Regions from separate parts of the Triticum aestivum genome. Here region 1 is linked to region 2. The links are chromatin contacts, called in public Hi-C maps. All regions are on one chromosome and are shown on one strand. The core of a region is the stretch at or near the end of the contact, and the rest is flanking DNA. Distances in the headings are between cores, read along the strand shown.

Region 1 (3,684 bases), core at 140-2,639, 270 kb after region 2:
GTGGACGCGGGCGTGACTCGTGGGGTGACCATGGAGAAGACGACGCCCGCGCACGGCGGGGGGCGATGCTGCTTGCCGGTGAAGCCCGACAGCGGAGGCAACTTGAGGCCGGGGCAGCTTGCCGGTGACTCGCAAACTGGTGAAGGCGCGGACGCGCATGGATGGAGGTGAGGCCCGACGCTGCACACCGTCTCTCGCACCGTCTTGTAGTCGCACCCAGCGCCGCACACCGTCGCGTCCGCGGGGAGCCCCTTGGGCACGCCGAGCGCGTCCACGTCGCCCCCCGAGGCCGCGGGCGAAGGCCAGTACCTGTCACGCTCCATCTACGGTGGCGCCCAGACGAACGTGTCGTCGCCGTACCGCTTCAGCGCGGCGAGCATGGAGATGTAGTTGTTGTTGACGGTGATGGTGTCGTTGAGGTAGCCATGGTGTCGTAGATGGTCCGGGAGAAGTTGACGTACTTGTAGGCGGACCAGCAGTCGTAGAGGTGGAGGAGCGAGGCGGAGGCGGGCATGAGCCCGACGGCGAGGGCGGCGGCGCGAGGCGGTTCGAGGAGAGGGAGAGGGCAGTGAGGCAGTTGGTAGCGGCGGTGGTGAGGTTGACGTTCTTGGAGGAGGCGAGGACGGAGCGCGCGGTGGAGACGGACGGCGGGAGGCGAGGGCGAAGGGGAGGTGGAGGAGGAGGAGAAGGGCGAGGAGGCGAAGGGGAGGAGGCATTGCTGATGCTGGAATCCGGCGCCGACATGAGCTCTTCGAGCACGAGCGGCGGCCTCGCCGCCGCGCCGCCATGGCTCCCCATCTGGCCATGCGCGCTCCGCTCCGTGAGCCCCTCCCCGCCCTGGCCATGCGGGCTCCGCTCCGCAAGCCCCGGCCATGCTCTGCTCCGGCCGCGCGAGCGCGAGCCCCGCCCCGGCCATGCGTGCGCCGCCACGGCCGCGCAAGCCCCGCTCCGGCTGTGTGTGGTAGGTGGTGCCGTGGTGGAAGGAAGAGGAGAGGAGAGAGGAGAAAGAAAGGAGAGAAAGAAGAGGAGAGATGACAGAGAGGGGAGAAAGAGAGGCTGGCAAGTGGGCCGTTGCATACGAAAAAGAGATGCCGGCGTGCCCAGCTGCCTCCTAGGGGACTGGGTTTGGAATGGGCGTGCCGGCCGTAACTTTCGTCAAAACCGACGCAAAACTGGTTCCTGGGACCTTAAGTGGATCATTTTTTGCTTGCCGGCGTCTAAAAATGCGCCTGGGGAGGCTTGTTGAGGGCCTGGCCAGAGATGCTCTAAGGAACCCCCGTGCAGTTGGCATTGGGAAGCTCGAGGCACCTGCGACGTCTGTTCCGCCCCACTCCTCGGTCTTGCCTTTTTGTCCCTACTGCACAAGAGACCATCCTGTGGCTGCGAGATTGGCACGAGACGGCGTCTTCCGTCCGTTCCAGCAGGTCCACGTTCCGGTCTCCCTCCGGCTACCATGCGTTCCACCAGGTAATTTCCGGCCTCCCTCTTACCAGTACCATCGACCATGGTCCATGGCTGGCCGGCCCCTCGTTGGCCGGGCATATATGTATGTATGTATGCGTGTGTTCTTCCCTGACCCTCCACCATCTCTTCCTCCTCACGCTCGCTCCCTGCCGTGGATTCCATGGGGAGCGGAAGCAAGCTCCGTCTCTGGTGCTCGGCGTTCGCCTGCGCGCTGGCGTTCCTCGGGGCGCACGGGGACGACGACCATCTCGTCGACATTACCTACGTCGAGAGCGCCGTGGCCAAGGGAGCAGGTCAGTCTCACCATCGCTGCGCTTCTCGGCATCTCACTTATCCTAGTCTGACGTGTGATCTTGTGAATCGTGCTGCTAGTATGTCTGGACGGGAGCCCCCCGGCGTACCATCTCGACCCGGGCTCCGGCTCCGGGGTGAACAGCTGGTTGGTTCATTTCGAGGTCAGTCAAATTCACTCATCGCCATGGCACTTACTACAGAATTCTGTGCATGCCAAGAAAAATGTGCTGAGCTCGATTCCATGGTGGCGGCAGGGAGGGGCGTGGTGCAACAATGCGATGACCTGCCTGCAACGGTCGCGCACCCCGTTGGGGTCGTCCAAGGAGATGGCCAAGCGGGTTGCTTTCACCGGGATCTTGAGCAACGCGTCGGGTTACAACCCAGGTATACTTCAGTTTCACCACCTGGTCATCCAATCATGTTTATGCTTTTCTTTTTAGTTGGAATTTATGTGCTCAATAATGAGTGCGCAATTTGTCAAAAACAGACTTCTACAACTGGAACAAGGTCAAGGTTCGGTACTGCGACGGCTCGTCTTTCACCGGCGACAAGGAAGAAGTTGATCCTGTGAGCGCATATACTTCATGTTTGCTGCTACCGGCATTAGTACCAGTATGCGTAAAGTCTTTGCTTTATTTTTGCAATCTGAAAATCATTTGGGTGTGTGCATCCTTAGTGTCACTACTTGGTATTGTGCTGTTGGAAAGGCTGGGTACACTTATACTCTTATATCTTCTTGATATATTACCCTTTACCGATTTTTGTAAATATGGACAGAGCACAGAGCTACACTACAGAGGTGCGAGGGTGTGGCAAGCAGTTATAGAAGATCTGCTCGCGAAAGGAATGAACAAAGCTGAAAATGTATGCATTCTTATCAGCACAATATATGCCTGGCATTGGCATGTGACCAAAGAAAATGTAGCAGGCTCTAATTTCCTCCTTTTCCAAGGACGTGGCAGGCTCTGATTTCGGGATGTTCTGCTGGTGGGCTAACTTCGATACTGCACTGCGACAGATTTCATCAGCTCCTGCCAGTGGATGCCAATGTTAAATGCCTTTCAGATGCTGGTTTCTTCATCAACGTGTAAGGCAGAAGAACAAAAGCATGCTACTATCTGTTTTTGCCACTTTGTAGATATTACTAGGCATTGCAATATACTCCCTCTGTTTTTAAATATTTGTTTTTCTAGAGATTTCAACAAGTGACCACATACGAAGCAAAATGTGTGAATCTACACTCTAAAATATGTATATATACATCCGTATGTAGTAGTCCATATGAAATCTCTAAAAAGACAAATACTCCTTCCGTCCCAATTTTTTTGTATACATCCGTATCTAGACAAATCTAAACAAGAATTTTGAGACGGAGGGAGTATTTGGGAATGGAGGGAGTACTCCCTCCGTTTTTATTTAGCTCACATATTAGCTTTGGTCAAAATCAAGCTTTACAAACTTTGACCAAGTTTATAAACAAAAATATTAAGATATACAATAACAAATCAACAATATTAAATTTATTATTGAATGTACTTTCACATCGTATAGATTTATTATGATAAATGTTTATATTGTTTTTTATAAATTTGGTCAAACTTAATGAAGTTTGACTTCAGTCGACTCTAACATGCAGAGCAAACAAAAATAGAGGGAGTACTATATAGAGAGAGAAGAAAGCGTGTTGCCTTTGTGAATGATTAGTTCCTCGTTTAACACTTGTTATCTCTGCTGTTACAGGAAGGACATTACTGGAGCCAACCACGCCGAGGCATTTTTTAGTGATGTGGTCACAACACATGTATGCACGTTTGACGTTCTCTCTACTATGCCATTCTCCGTAAAAAAAAAAAGACCTCTAATTTGCGTTCAATCTCAGATTTGCTCCTAATTTTAAAGTCTGCTCAAATTTGCCCCTCCACTGTT
Region 2 (4,294 bases), core at 1,228-3,727:
CGCTGTGCGCCGCATCAAGCCTGGCTATGGGCACGCCGCAACCCAGATTTTAGCGCGCTGCGTGTTAGACGCCTGTTGGAGATGCTCTAGACACCTTGCAACTTGCATTGTACGAGAGCTTTTTTAGGGTACCCTGCAGTGATTAAAGACCGTCCATCCGCGAAATCAAACGGCCATGACGGATCTGTGCTGCTGTGATCAGGCCAACAACATGGCGAGCAGTATTAGTAGCACCGGTCGTTCTCGACCACCCAGTATACATGTTCCGAGGGCATTCTGGGACTTCTACGATTCACCTCAAACCGCCACCCCGCCCGTTGTTCTCGTCCGCCAACTCTGGTAGAGTTCCGGTGGTGACTGCCGTGCCTCCTCTTTCTTCTCCAGCCCGCCTTCCCTCACTCAGCAAGCCCGAGTCTCGTTCCTTCGCCGTGCATGGATCCGGCGCTCGGCAGCATGGCGTAGGCCTCGGCCCAGACCGTGCTCTTCTTCTCCAATAGGTCCGACAGCCATGAGGCGTTGGCTTCCGCCCCTCCCATGGCTGGCTGAGCATACCCCACACCGCGCTCATTTTTTCTTTGTTCACAACGACAGGGAGGAAACCACTTTGCGCCATTGTCCATCAACGCATAGGCTTGCCGTGTACCGAAGTTCGTTGTCCCGGCCATGGCGCCTAGGCAGGACGGAGGAGGGCGCTGACGTAGCTGTGGTCGCCAAGTGTTGGTTCCATGTATGTACGTGAGGAGAGCATGGCCGCGATGAGAGCGAGCAGGCGATGCCGATTCTCTGCTATTACTACAAAATGGGATGGCATCTTGGCCCATCAACAATCCCGTTTCAACGGTGGGATTTAATTATAGCGCCAAGCAGTATAGGGTACCATAAAAGAGCTCTACGAGAGCTTTTTTAGGGTACCCTGCAGTGATTAAAGACCGTCCATCCGCGAAATCAAACGGCCATGACGGATCTGTGCTGCTGTGATCAGGCCAACAACATGGCGAGCAGTATTAGTAGCACCGATCGTTCTCGACCACCCAGTATACATGTTTCGAGGGCATTCTAGGACTTCTACGATTCACCTCAAACCGCCACCCCGCTCGTTGTTCTCGTCCGCCGACTCTGGTAGAGTTCCGGTGGTGACTGTCGTGCCTCCTCTTTCTTCTCCAGCCCGCCTTCCCTCACTCAGCAAGCCCGAGTCTCGTTCCTTCGCCGTGCATGGATCCGGCGCTCGGCAGCATGGCGTAGGCCTCGGCCCAGACCGTGCTCTTCTTCTCCAATAGGTCCGACAGCCATGAGGCGTTGGCTTCCGCCCCTCCCATGGCTGGCTGAGCATACCCCACACCGCGCTCGTTTTGTCTTTGTTCACAACGACAGGGAGGAAACCACTTTGCGCCGTTGTCCATCAACGCATAGGCTTGCCGTGTACCGAAGTTCGTTGTCCCGGCCATGGCGCCTAGGCAGGACGGAGGAGGGCGCTGACGTAGCTGTGGTCGCCAAGTGTTGGTTCCATGTATGTACGTGAGGAGAGCATGGCCGCGATGAGAGCGAGCAGGCGATGCCGATTCTCTGCTATTACTACGAAATGGGATGGCATCTTGGCCCATCAACAATCCCGTTTCAACGATGGGATTTAATTATACTGGTCCCCTCGCGCCAAGCAGTATAGGGTACCATAAAAGAGCTTTACGAGAGCTTTTTTAGGGTACCCTGCAGTGATTAAAGACCGTCCATCCGCGAAATCAAACGGCCATGACGGATCTGTGCTGCTGTGATCAGGCCAACAACATGGCGAGCAGTATTAGTAGCGCCGGTCGTTCTCGACCACCCAGTATACATGTTCCGAGGGCATTCTGGGACTTCTACGATTCACCTCAAACCGCCACCCCGCCCGTTGTTCTCGTCCGCCAACTCTGGTAGAGTTCCGGTGGTGACTGCCGTGCCTCCTCTTTCTTCTCCAGCCCGCCTTCCCTCACTCAGCAAGCCCGAGTCTCGTTCCTTCGCCGTGCATGGATCCGGCGCTCGGCAGCATGGCGTAGGCCTCGGCCCAGACCGTGCTCTTCTTCTCCAATAGGTCCGACAGCCATGAGGCGTTGGCTTCCGCCCCTCCCATGGCTGGCTGAGCATACCCCACACCGCGCTCGTTTTGTCTTTGTTCACAACGACAGGGAGGAAACCACTTTGCGCCGTTGTCCATCAACGCATAGGCTTGCCGTGTACCGAAGTTCGTTGTCCCGGCCATGGCACCTAGGCAGGACGGAGGAGGGCGCTGACGTAGCTGTGGCCGCCAAGTGTTGGTTCCATGTATGTACGTGAGGAGAGCATGGCCGCGATGAGAGCGAGCAGGCGATGCCGATTCTCTGCTATTACTACAAAATGGAATGGCATCTTGGCCCATCAACAATCCCGTTTCAACGGTGAGATTTAATTATACTGGTCCCCTCGCGCCAAGCAGTATAGGGTACCATAAAAGAGCTCTTGTACGAGGTCTAGAATCTTGCGGGGCAGCTTCTCTTTGTTTCATTCTCTGCGTCCACTAGAATCTGGCCACACGCTCGCGTTAGCTAGCTCGTCACATGCCAATCGATTTATCGGTCCATCCCGTTTGCTCGGTGATGACGGCATCGGCTACGTAATTTATAAGGTAATTAAGTAGCTGAAGCTTGCAAGCGCTAGCCGCCGCCACCGCCCTTCTCCGACACGTAATTGCTGACGTGTGCTGCTGCGCCTGCACACCTCTCTCTCTCTATAGATGCACCATGCGCCCATGCCAGCCTCACTACTGAAAGCCGGAAGAAAAGAAACCCAGCTGCGTCACAACGACAGGTGAGCGCGCGCAGGTGCAGGCGAAGCTAGCGACGGCATGGCGGCGCACGTGCTGGTGTTCCCGTGCCCGGCGCAGGGCCACATCAACTGCATGCTCCACTTCGCCGCGGGGCTCCTCGACGCCGGCCTCCACGTCACCTTCCTTCACACCGACCACAACTGGCGGAGGCTAGGCCTTGCCGCCGTCAAGGCGGAGGCTGATTCGCCGCGGCTCCGGTTCCTGTCCGTCACCGACGGCCTCCCGGACGATAATCCCCGCACGGCGGGTGACCTCGTCGCGCTCGTGGAGTCCATGATGACGACGACGAGGGTCGCGTACCGTGCTCTGCTCACGTCCCTGCGCGCGGGCGCGCCCCGCGACGATGGCTTCCCTCCCGTGACCTGCGTCGTCGCTGACGGGATGCTCCCGTTCGCGATCGACGTCGCTGAGGAGCTCGGCGTCCCGGCGCTCGCCTTCCGAACGGCCAGCGCGTGCAGCTTCCTCGCTTACCTCTCCGTGCCCAAGCTCGTGGAGCTCGGCGAGGTTCCTGTCCCGGCAGGCGCCGACCTCGACGCGCCCGTCCGTGGCGTTCCGGGAATGGAGGGCTTCCTGCGGCGGCGCGATCTTCCAAGTTTTTGCCGCGGGCACGACGAGTCCGGCGACCTCCACCCCATGCTTCGGATAATCGCCGAATTCAGCGCACACAGCTGCAACGCGCGGGCGCTCATACTCAACACGACCGCGTCTCTGGAGCGGTCAGCGCTCGCGCACATCGCGCCGCACATGCGCGACGTCTTCGCCATTGGCCCTCTCCACGCCATGTTCCAGGAGCCGGCGGCCGGCGGCGCCTTGTGGCGGGAGGACGACGGCTGCACGGCGTGGCTCGACAGCCAGACGGACGGAACCGTCGTGTACGTGAGCTTGGGCAGCCTTGCCATCATTTCGGTCGAGGAGTTCACCGAGTTCCTGTCCGGGCTCGTCGGCGCCGGCCACCCCTTCCTTTGGGTGCTCAGGCCGGACATGGTCGGGGCGAGCCAGAATGCCGTCCTCCAGGACGCCATCAAGGCGGCCGGGAGAGGCAAGGCCCGCGTCGTGGAGTGGGCGCCGCAGCGGGACGTGCTGCGCCACCGGGCAGTGGGCTGCTTCCTGACGCATGCAGGGTGGAACTCCACGCTAGAGAGCGTCACCGAGGGCGTGCCGACGGTGTGCTGGCCCTTCTTCGTGGACCAGCAGACCAACAGCCGGTTCATGGGCGCCGTGTGGGGCACCGGGCTGGACATGAAGGACGTGTGCGAGAGAGCCGTCGTGGAACGGATGGTGAGGGAGGCCATGGAGTCCGTCGAGCTAAGGAGGTCGGCTCAAGCGCTGGCGCAGCAGGTGAGACGGGACATCGCCCAAGGGGGCTCGTCGGCCAATGAGTTCAAGCGGCTCGTCGGCTTCATTAATGAGCTCAGCATCAGCACGCGGTGCTCCACACCAAGTCCGGACAAAGAA

The links. Hi-C and Micro-C count contacts between places; a contact is called where the count stands out from the background.
Region 1: a contact with region 2 is called in a Hi-C map of leaf, with 4 times the contacts expected there. The contact joins the promoter of LOC123137900 here to the promoter of LOC123137896 in region 2. A contact is called at or near these places in 3 of 5 Hi-C or Micro-C datasets (all in leaf).

The regions. Positions count from the first base shown.
Region 1 is chr6B:542,626,982-542,630,665 of IWGSC CS RefSeq v2.1, forward strand. It overlaps LOC123137900 (pectin acetylesterase 8), which reads left to right and starts at 1,390. Exons shown (of 12, transcript XM_044557784.1): 1 at 1,390-1,757; 2 at 1,837-1,919; 3 at 2,013-2,142; 4 at 2,246-2,370; 5 at 2,536-2,622; 6 at 2,721-2,845; 7 at 3,499-3,559. The coding sequence starts at 1,625.
Region 2 is chr6B:542,353,182-542,357,475 of IWGSC CS RefSeq v2.1, forward strand. LOC123137896 (myricetin 3-O-rhamnoside 1,2-glucosyltransferase UGT709G2) reads left to right here and starts at 2,478. Exons shown (of 1, transcript XM_044557759.1): 1 at 2,478-4,294. The coding sequence starts at 2,858.